2 separate regions of the Macaca fascicularis genome follow, and region 1 is linked to region 2. A link is a contact called in public Hi-C data. All regions are on one chromosome and are shown on one strand. The core of a region is the stretch at or near the end of the contact, and the rest is flanking DNA. Distances in the headings are between cores, read along the strand shown.

The links. Hi-C and Micro-C count contacts between places; a contact is called where the count stands out from the background.
Region 1: a Hi-C map of skeletal muscle shows a contact between it and region 2, with 7 times the contacts expected there. The contact joins the promoter of QKI here to the enhancer-like site in region 2. A contact is called at or near these places in 2 of 2 Hi-C or Micro-C datasets (liver and skeletal muscle).

What each region holds. Positions count from the first base shown.
Region 1 is chr4:7,715,156-7,719,952 of T2T-MFA8v1.1, forward strand. QKI (QKI, KH domain containing RNA binding) reads right to left here and starts at 1,468. Exons shown (of 8, transcript XM_045390386.3): 1 at 848-1,468. The coding sequence starts at 989.
Region 2 is chr4:7,161,311-7,166,662 of T2T-MFA8v1.1, forward strand. No RefSeq gene overlaps it. Among named protein-coding and RNA genes, the nearest start is that of QKI, 550 kb to the right of the region's middle. Within about 2 kb of position 2,306, at least 1 of the 6 cell types and tissues checked has an H3K27ac peak or open chromatin away from gene starts, as enhancers often do.

The DNA of each region.
Region 1 (4,797 bases), core at 218-2,717, 550 kb after region 2:
CCTACAAACTCGGGCGGCTGCGTCTCCGGGAGCAAACCCTCCGCCCAAGTTCTTCCTAACTCAGGCTGCGCTCCGATCTGTCATCGCGTTATTTCGCACTCCACCCCCCCCCCCACCCCCGAAAAGTGAAGTTCAACTCCCTAACAGTTCTCGCTTCCCCAAACAAAAGGGAAAAAAGTGCTTTTCGCCGTCACTTCGTCCTCCTTGTCGGCTACGCCAGCATAATTTCGGTCTCCTATGGAATTTCTTTAAACTAACGAGCCCCACTCTGACTTCCACTTAGTATTTACCAGCTGCACCAACTCCCCAAGCACGAAACCCCGCTTTAGTCCTCATGGGAGGGAGAGAGCTCCCGAACGCGGGGCAGCGGGGGTCCGCGCAGAGCAAGCTCAGGAGGTCGAGGAGAGGAGCGGGGCCCGCGCCGGGGACACGCGCGTCCTCCAGGCCGGCGGCGCGGCGTGGGCCTGCTCTCGGGAGGGCTTGGCGAGGACCACCGAGCCCGCGCAGCCCCCGCTGGCCTCTCGGAAATGTGACCGCCAAAGCCAGAGGGGCCGCAGGGTTCGCCCCGCAGCCCTCCGCAGCGCACAAACTTGGGCGCCAGCGGCGCGGGGTCCCGGGCCGGGCAGGGGGCGTCCGGCCCCGGCGGGTCCACCCCGGCCCGCCCGCCCGCCCGCCGCCGCCGCAAGCCCGGCCCGGCGCCTCCTTTGTGCGCCCTCCTGGCCTCCCAGTCCCCCCGGCGCGCGGTCCCGCCCGGCCGTGACCTTCCCGCCCTCCCCACCATCCCAAGCAGGGAAAGGGGCCGCCCCGGCGGGGATCGGGCCGGGGCCGGGGCCCCGGAGACGCTCACCTTCGTCCAGCAGCCGCTCGAGGTGGTTGAAGATCCCGCAGAAGTTGGGCAGGCTGCTCATGAGCTTCTTGTCGTTCATCAGCTGCATCAGGTAATCTGGGGTGGGCTTCGGCTTCTCCTTCGTTTCCATTTCCCCGACCATATTCCAGGCTCCGCAGCTCACTCCGCCCGCCGCCGCCGCCGCCGCCGGAGAGGAGGGAGGGGCGGGGGCGAGCCCCGGCCGCGGGCCGCTCGGGACCCGGCGTCCCGCTCCGCGCCGGCTCCCGCTCTGGCTCCCGCGCCGAGCCCCGGGGCGGCCGGCACCGCGCGCTCGCCCGCCCCCCGCAGGCACTTTCCGCCCGGGCCCGACGCGCTCCCAGCCGCCGCCGCTCTCGGCCGCCCGGCTCGGCGCGTCCCTCACGAGGCCGGCGGGCGGGCGGGAGGCGGGTCTCGGCTGGCCGAGTGCGGGCGCAGGGCGCGGGCCGCTGGCGCCGGACGAGGAGGAGCCGGGGCCGCCGCTCGCTCGGCTGGTCGCGCCCGCTCAGCGCCGCCGCCGCCTGTGCCGCGGGCTCGGGGGGTCTCTCTGGGCTGGTCCCCGCCGCGGCGCCTCTGCCGCTGCCGCTGCCGCCGCGCTCTGACTGCGCTCCTCCTCTTCCTCCTCCTCCTTCTCCTCCTCCTCCTCACTCACTTGGCGGCGGAGTTCGCCTCAGTTCAGGCGGCGCTGCCAGCGGCGGCGGCAGCAGCGGCGGGGGGGGAGGGGCGAAGGCGCGGGGAGGGCCGGGGGCGGGCGGCGGGCGGGGCCGCGCAGGGCGGCCGTTAGCGGGGCCCGGCCGGCGCGCTCCCGCTGCCCGACGCCCCCCGACCCGGGCAGCAGCCGGCGCCGTGCCCCCTCCTCCCTGCCTCCCTGGCGGGGCGGGCGGCGGGGGCGACGGGAGCGTGACGGGCGGCGGCGCTCGGCGGCCCCGGGCCTGGGCGCAGGGACTGGGTCGCCGCCGTGCGGGGCGCCCGGGGCGGGTGGGTGTGGGTTGCGGGGCTGACGGCCGCGGGGGGGCGCGGGGCTCGGGCGCGGTTGGGGCTGGCGCGGCAGGCGGGAGGAATTCCAGCGGGACGCGCCAGCGCTGCCTCCGCCTCGCCTCCCGTTACTATAGTTTTTTCAGAACCTCTCATCCACCCCGCAGAAAAGAAATTTTTTTTAACGTCCTGTTGCTTCACGGGGGACTTTCGGGGTGGGCATCACGTGGCCCGACACGTAGCCATGGGGCTCCAGAGCGCGTGCGCGCGTCGTGCCCCGTGGCCACGCCCCTTCCGAGGGTCGCTCCGCCCCCGCCGGGCCCCGCGAGCGCGCGGTGGGGGAGGGAAGGGGCCCGGAGCGCGCCTGCGTGGGGCGTGGGCGGGGCTGGGGGCGGCAGCCGCCTAGGGGCTGGGGCTGCCCGTTTAGGGCCGGGCGCTGGCCAGTCGCCCACGGTGCGGAGGGCTGGTGGGCTTGCCCTGGCCGTCGGGCCCGCCACCTCGCGGGTCTTGGCTGCGGGGCGGGGGTGTGGCGGGGGAGCCGAGGACTGGAGTTTGAGGCTTTCTGAGGCGCGTGCGGCGGCGTCCGCCTCTGCGGGGTAGGGCGCCCGTCGCGCCGGGCTCCCGCTTTGTCGCCGAGGGAACCACGCGCGACGCCCCTCCCGTCGCCGCCGTGGCTCCCTTCCGTGTTCGTGATTTGCTGAGAGGCTGGAAAGCAGCACGGCGGAGAGAAGCCTCGCGCTCGCCAGGCGGGGAAGCGTGCGCGGACACGCGTGCGCACCCACGGGGCGGTGGGCGGGCGTGGGGGGTCTGGGCCAAGCGGTTGACGCGCCGCCAGGGAAGCGATCTTGTTGCACCTTCTCGTTATTCTGAAAGCAAATCGTAGCGAGACCCGAGCGCAGCGGCTTAGCAAATTATAAGGGGAGCGTTAGTCGTGCTCGAAATGCTTCTTTCGCGATGGCATCAGTGTTCCGTGAGGGAATGAAGCCGCAGTAGGAAAGAGCCTGTGCGCGTAGTCTGAAAAGCAGAAGTCAACATTTTTACAGATGAAGAAAGAATACGGAGGCAAGAGGTCTTTCTCTGCAGTGTGGTGGATTTCCAACATTTAGATTTGTTTGGAAGAATGTTCTGAGCTGCAACAATGAAGTCCTCCTTGATCTATAGAAGTCGACAGTCCCTAAATCTACATCTGCATCTGCATTTTGTTGCAAATCCTTTATAACATTCCATTAAAATAATGCAGTTATTTAATATCCAGTTGATACTGAGTAATTCGCGGCTGAAATTTACTGTTAATCATTCTGTCTTCTGACTTAATAGTGAACGTAGGTGATTTTTTTTGTGAAATGTTGCTTCACACGAATTCTGAGAATCACCTCTAAGTTTGAGTTGTACTGAAGGCACTACAAGAATTTCAAACGAACGCTGAGTGGCCAGTAGCTTCTGGCCTTTTCATTTAACAAGCACAGAGTTCGTTTGTAAAATTAAGTTACTTTGACAGAGGAAATGTAATAGCCTTGGTAGACAACGTTAAAAATGTAACTCTCAGATATTTTAAATTCTCCAACAGCAGTATCTGTTTTAGAGCCATAGAATATTTACTTACTGAATTGCCTATTTAAAGATGAACTTTCTAAATGCAGGGAATAGTAACTTGAAAAAAAGCTCTGGTCTCTGAGTAATGAATGCTGTTTCAGTACCTAGAAAAATAGTTACACAAGGTTTTGATGCTGCTAGTATAAAATGCAACCCCCTTCTTAATGGCCTGCTTATTTCTTAAGCTCCTAGGCACTATGCCGAATGTTCTACATACATATCTCATTTAATCATCAGTACAAGTTGGGCTTAGGTTAGACTGTTATCCCAATTTTACAAATAAGGGGAAACCCAAGAAAGATGAAGCTAAGTGCCTTGTGCAAGAATACAGCTTATGAGTCCTGTGTCTGGGATTATAATACAATTATATTTTATTGTAAAGCTTATGTTTTTTTTCTTTTTTTCCTCGCCCTATCCTTTAAGTCAGGTTGAATTTTATGACAATATTCCACCATTTTTGACCCGTAGAAACGGCAGTGTCATAAGGCTCAACCACTTAAACCAGATTAAAGAACAATGATAGGCAATTTTCATTTCCTGTGTATTAGATAATAGCTACTGTGTGTTACTTTTTTTTTTTTTTTTTTTTTGGTGAAACGGAATTTCGCTCGTCGCCCAGGCTGGAGTGCAATGGTGCGATCTCGGCTCACTGCAACCTCAGCCTCCCGGGTTCAAGCGATTCGCCTGCCCCATCCTTCCTAGTAGCTGGGATTACAGGCATGCGTCACCACGTCTAGCTAATTTTGTATTTTTAGTAGAGACAGGGGTTTCTCCATGTTGTTCAAGCTGGTCTTGAACTCCCGACCTCAAGTGATCTGCCCGCCTCAGCCTCCCAAAGTGCTGGGATTACAGGCGTGAGCCACCGTGCCCAGCAGGTTACCTTTTCAAATCTATGTAGATCACTTCACTAACTGACAGTTCCTCAATGGTTTCTTCTCTCAAAAAAGAAAAAAAATCCGAAGAGCTTACCAAGGCCTGCAAGACGACAGGTGTGGCCCCTGGTGCATCGCTGACCTTATGTCCTTCCTGTCCTCCCACAGCCCACTTGGCTGCACCCCCGTGGAATCTCGCTGGATCCTTAAACATTCCAAGTATGCTTACCCTCCCCAGGACTCTGCCCTTGGTGTTTGCTCTCCTCGGAAAGCTTTTCCCCATGCATCGGTGACCCCTGCTCCTATTTATCTTTAGAAGGTGTCCCTTAACACCCTATGTAAAATGGCACTTTTGTGCACGCACACACCTCCTCCCTTCTTCCATCTGCTTACCCCGGGTTCTTTTCATACCATTTGTTTCCACCTGACATAACTATGGGTAAACTTGTTTGCCACTGGCAGCAAGATTGTAAGCCCCATGAGAAATAGGAGTTT
Region 2 (5,352 bases), core at 1,056-3,555:
GGGATTTTCCATATGGATAAATTTAAAAGTAGTAAACTTAGAAATTTTCAGGTTGATAACTTTAATAATTTAATGCTTGCTAATAAAAATATGGATATAAAAGTTTACTGAGGCAGACCACAGTGATTAGCAGTTCTCTTTTCATATAAACAACGTAGCAATGTACACAGAATACGGACTGTGCGAACATCTTATCACAGCTCAAGGAATTAGTACTGAGTTAGCACCCCTGTGTAAGCACTACTGTACTTAGATCAGGAAATCGAAAGTTACCAGGTTCCAGATACTCCTTTGGCCCTTTCTCCATCAATATCTCCTCTCACCCCTGCAAAGATAACTACTCTCCTGATTTCCAATACTTTAATTTTGACTGTTTTTGAACTTTATGAAATTATTCAGTCATTTTTATTATGGAACATGCATTCTTTTGCTGGGCTTCTCTCACCAAATTTTATGATTTTGAGATTTTCTATGTTATTGCATGTACCTATAATATACGTTTATTGCAATATATATTCTATCGCACAGATAAATCTTTCCACCTATCAATGATTAATTTGAAGAAGGAGAATTGATAGGCCAAATAGAAAAACATTTGCTAGATATATGTAGTTACTCTCCCGAAAGGATGCACTAATTTACTCTTCCAGCAACAATGCAGGAGTGCGTCTAATACTCACCCATGGCCTACAGTGAGTATGAACTTTATTTTTGCACCTGTGCCAATCAGAGAGACAATTAAAACATGTATTGTTTTATAACTCCTCTTAGAACCATATTTTGTTAGTAATTTGCACAAATGCATAAAACATTTATAAAACTTTTACAGCCTTTTCTCCTTAACAATATATTACCATTTTCTTTGTCTCTAAATCTACAACTATGCCATCATTTTAAATTAATGCATCATAATCTATACTGTGGATATGCCAAAACTTACTTCCCGAGAGGTCACTCTATAAAATACATTGCTTTTTTTAGTGAATTCATTGTGTCATAATCCCTCTTAATCCTCATGAAAATCCCATGAATTACAGTCTCTGAATATATGCATTTTAACAAGGAAATTGAGGCACAGAAAGATTGGAAAATAACTCGCCTAAGATTAAAGAGCTAGTGAGATTTGGAAACAAAATTTGAATCTAGACAGGTCTGGTTTTAGCAGCCATGATTTTAATACCCTCAAAACACTGACTCTTTTCACTAATTAATTATCACACTTTTCTCTCGTTCAGAACAAAAGATGTGGTTTATTCCCACTGCATTTTCATAGCCTCTTGTAGATTGTAATTGCCCGATAAATGCAGCTTCCTTTATATTTCATTTCACTAATAAAATGCAACAAATGAGTGGAAACAAAAGTGAATCACTGTTGGATTTGAAAATGTAGTGTTTTTGTTTCTTACAAAATGATAACTGTGGTTTTCTACTGACAGATACATGAAATCACTGTTATTTTATGTCTTAAGTTTTATACTATGAATTTTTATTGGTCCAAAGAACAGAAAATCTAATCTATTTCTAGATTTCAGTTTCTACATAGGACAAACTTCTTCAACTCAGCCAAGGAGAGTCATTTATTTCATTAGTGAATGGTGGATTTGGTTTCGTGGCTGCCCCCCACCCCAAAACACTTGTTATGGAGTTGCCAGGGCTACCCAATAACGTGGAAGAGTTTATGCATTGTCCAGATAATTTGACAATAATTCTTGACAGTTTGTCCAGAATTAGCAGATAACTGGATTACTCCTCATTACATTTGTAGCTCTGGAAATTGACATAGGATAAAAGGTAATAGAAGAGATTATTGTATTCGGGTTATTAAAAATTCCAGACACACGAAAGGGTGTATGTAAAAATCACCAACACGATTTAACTGTTAACTGTGGGTTAAAAACAGTGTGTTCAGCCAACCTCTTTCAACACAGTAGTCACCTAAATTGCTGTTTTTAAAAGCCAGTGCCTGTCCCTGCTAAGCCCAATAGCCGTCACATGATTAATGTGCTGGTGTCTTATTAACTGCTCTGTTCCAGAAGCTGATCAATTCATGGCCACCCTTTCTGCACAGACCTTTTTGTAAAAACCTAGTTGAAATCATGCTGTTCTGACTGCAGGCTACTGCACCCCCCACCAAAACATCATAAAGAGCAAAGAATTACTATTTCCAGTAATCCAGGCCATAAATCAACCTGCTCTGAACACAGGAAAAAAAAAAAAAAAATCACTAGCACTTCCTGCATTCATATTCCAAAGCCTAGCGGTATCCCAGCAGGTTCTGGAACACGCCACGCCCCGTGTATGTGGTGTTTGTGCGTGTGTGATTGTAAGCAGACGTGGCAGGACAGGGGAGGCTCAGGGAGGGGGAGGGCGAAAGAAATCCCAGCACCCGTTAACATAATTCCAAACGCTTTGATCTTATCACGACCTTCCTTGCTGTCACAATATTTTAAGATTGTTAAAAATTGCCACCTTATCTGTCTAGGGGTATCACCCACTACTTAACTTATCTGGGCACATTTGTTTGAAAGAAAAAAGGCAGTATGGCATGACCTTGGTTTCTTAGCACCTGACTTTAATATCTAATCAGTTGTGTGTCTCAGTGAAGCCAACCAGACACGTCACACAGGCGCCTCTGGCACCCAGCAATTCTAATGATGTTTACTTCATTCACCCCTTTTACGAGAGCTTCCAGCAGCAGCACTCAACCACCCCACCCTTCCAGTCTGGGCTCCAGGGTCCTTCCAGGCCTAGAGCGTATTTTTAAATCTTGGATGCCCTTTCCATTGAAAATAATTTGGATGCCTTGAGGTCAGTCGTAAAAAGTTTTCTGAGATGATATAGAGACTTCTGAAGAGAAGCCTCGATTTGGATCAAGAAAAACATTAACCCTCACGGCTGTTTCAGTTTTCACAAAACACAAACGCTTCCCCTCCAGCAACATCAAGTCTTAAGGTCGTACAGTGCATTGTGGGGAACACACACCCCACACTGTAGTTAATTTTAAAAAGGTTTCTTAGAAAGGTCCCACATATTTAATGGCCCCAGATCGAAGTACAGTCTGAAAATCTAGAAATGAGAGAAACAGATGATGTCAGAATTATTAGAGGACCATATATTAAAAGTGACATAAAAGGAGTCGATTGTTTCTCAGTGACTTTGGGATCGAATTTGCTTCGTTGAGAAAGCAATAGAGTCGCCTGGCAGCCTGGCGGGCTCAACCTGGAACCTGGAAATCCAGCTGTTTTCTTTCTGGTTCTGACACTGTCACCGGGAATAAACGTTCTACGATCGTGACGCTGCTGACTCCCAAATCTCAACCCAGGGCAGGAAGGAGCCCTGGTTACTCTCTTTTCTCCTCACTACGATGATAGCATTCGTTGACATGGCCTGCTACAAACCGTAGTGAATTCTTTCGGACTAATTCTGGAGAATGATTTTCTGCAAAATAAGCAGCGATGTTCCTCCACGCTTAAGAGACCAACTGAGACCCTGTGTGCCTTTCTTGCCTCCTTGTCCCCTAATAAAGCTGGAGTGGTAGGGAGGGGCCACACTGGTATCTAGGCCCCAGATGCTCTTAGGACAAAACAACAATCCAGGTCGAGGGGACTGTGAGGACATCCCTGCAACTTATTTTAATTGACCTGCTTGACCCTCCCCAGCTCACACAGCCCGTCCGGATGTCCGAGGTAGGGTATCCATGAGACGCGGCAGGTCTGTACTGGGGGGACCTGCAGTGCTACATTGGTACAGGAAAGTGTGCGCTTCCTGGGAGTCTCCTAACCCCTGCCCTGGTGAGACGGGGCTTCACCCATGGGGAGACTCAAGGTCCCTGCAGCCAAGCCCAGCAGGGAAGAGCGTCCCCAGCACATGAGGAAGACTGTGGCACCCAGGGAAGCTCAGTGACAGCCCCGGCACCCACAGGTGGCTTAGTCCATCCCTGTCTGTGTTCCGTCTGCCGTGCAGGCAGCTCTGAAACCCTTCAGCAAGTTCTCATTGGCCCCCAGCTGGGTGCCCCTGCAGGGTTCACAAACCAGGCTCCACCCAACTGGCCTTCAAAGCACACTAAAAATCCACCTGCAAGAGCAGCTTTGGAAAACTATTATTTTAATTGACAAATAATAATTATATGTATTCACAGGGTTCAATGTGATGTTTGGGTCTAGTATATAATGTCGAGTGATTAAATCAAACTTATTAACATATCTACCACCTCTCTTATTGTCCGTGGTGGGACATTTGAAATGTACTCCCTTAGCAATTTAGAAACATACAATATGTCATTATTAACGATGGTCAGGAGGCCGGGCCATGGATCTCAAGAGATCTGAGCCTGAGAATCCACCTCTGGGGGAGGAGGGCCTGAGGAGAGAGGCTTACACTGAACAGCATCTTGGCTTTACGGAGGCTTCCTAGAGTTTCTTAAACATTGAGGGAGGCCTTGCCACTCTTCCAAGTCAAACCCTTGCACTTAGAGTCCAGGTTTGTGTCTCTCTCCAACAAGAGGCCTGTGACGCTCGCCCTGCTTGTTCTGTGGAATGTTACTTTGCAAGCGCGTTTACACAACTGTCACTTGAGGTTTGTTTTTAGCTGGAATTGTCCTCCCTCCTGGATTCCTCTCACATTGCCCTGACCCTTATCTCCCGGTAAACTAAAGCCACCCCTGGATGAGGAGGCAGAGCCCGAGCTGGGTGGGAAACGATTCACACACTGACATTTTAGTCAGTGAAGAATTTGTAATAGGTTTAGAGGCTGGTCTTCAAAAATCCTCACAGGTACCACAAGACCCCAGATTTGAGGAGGAAAATAACTCTGCAGCCCCCAGCCACCCGTTCCCCGGCCACCTCTCCCCTCAGAGTCCCACTCCGGGGCAAGTTCTTCTGGCAGCTGAGTGGCTGTGAGCACCCGGTATGGAGCTCCAGGCTAAATAAAGCTGCAGGGACAGAGATAAACAAATGCTCCCAACTCAAATGCCTGCACACAATATCCTTTATCTGGGCAGAGATAGCACACCCAGGAGAGTGGCCAAGCGCACCCCTGTAGACGGACCCACAGGTCCTAACAGGCACCAGGCTCGCTCCTTCAGAGGAGGGAGACATAGAATTAATTGGGACATATTATCAAAGGGATAAGGCCCCTCAGAATAGATGTCAAACCCCAAGGATACCAATGTCAGACTCCAGAAGGACAGCAGCACGGGCCAATGGGAATAAACCCCAGCCCTTCCTCCCATGGACGTTGAATCAGATCCCATGGAGCCCGCCTGCTTCACATGCTAACGTGATGATGAATGCATCCAAATATCAGCTCCAAATCCTTGAGGACTATATTTGCAATGCCATGTAAACCGCTTCA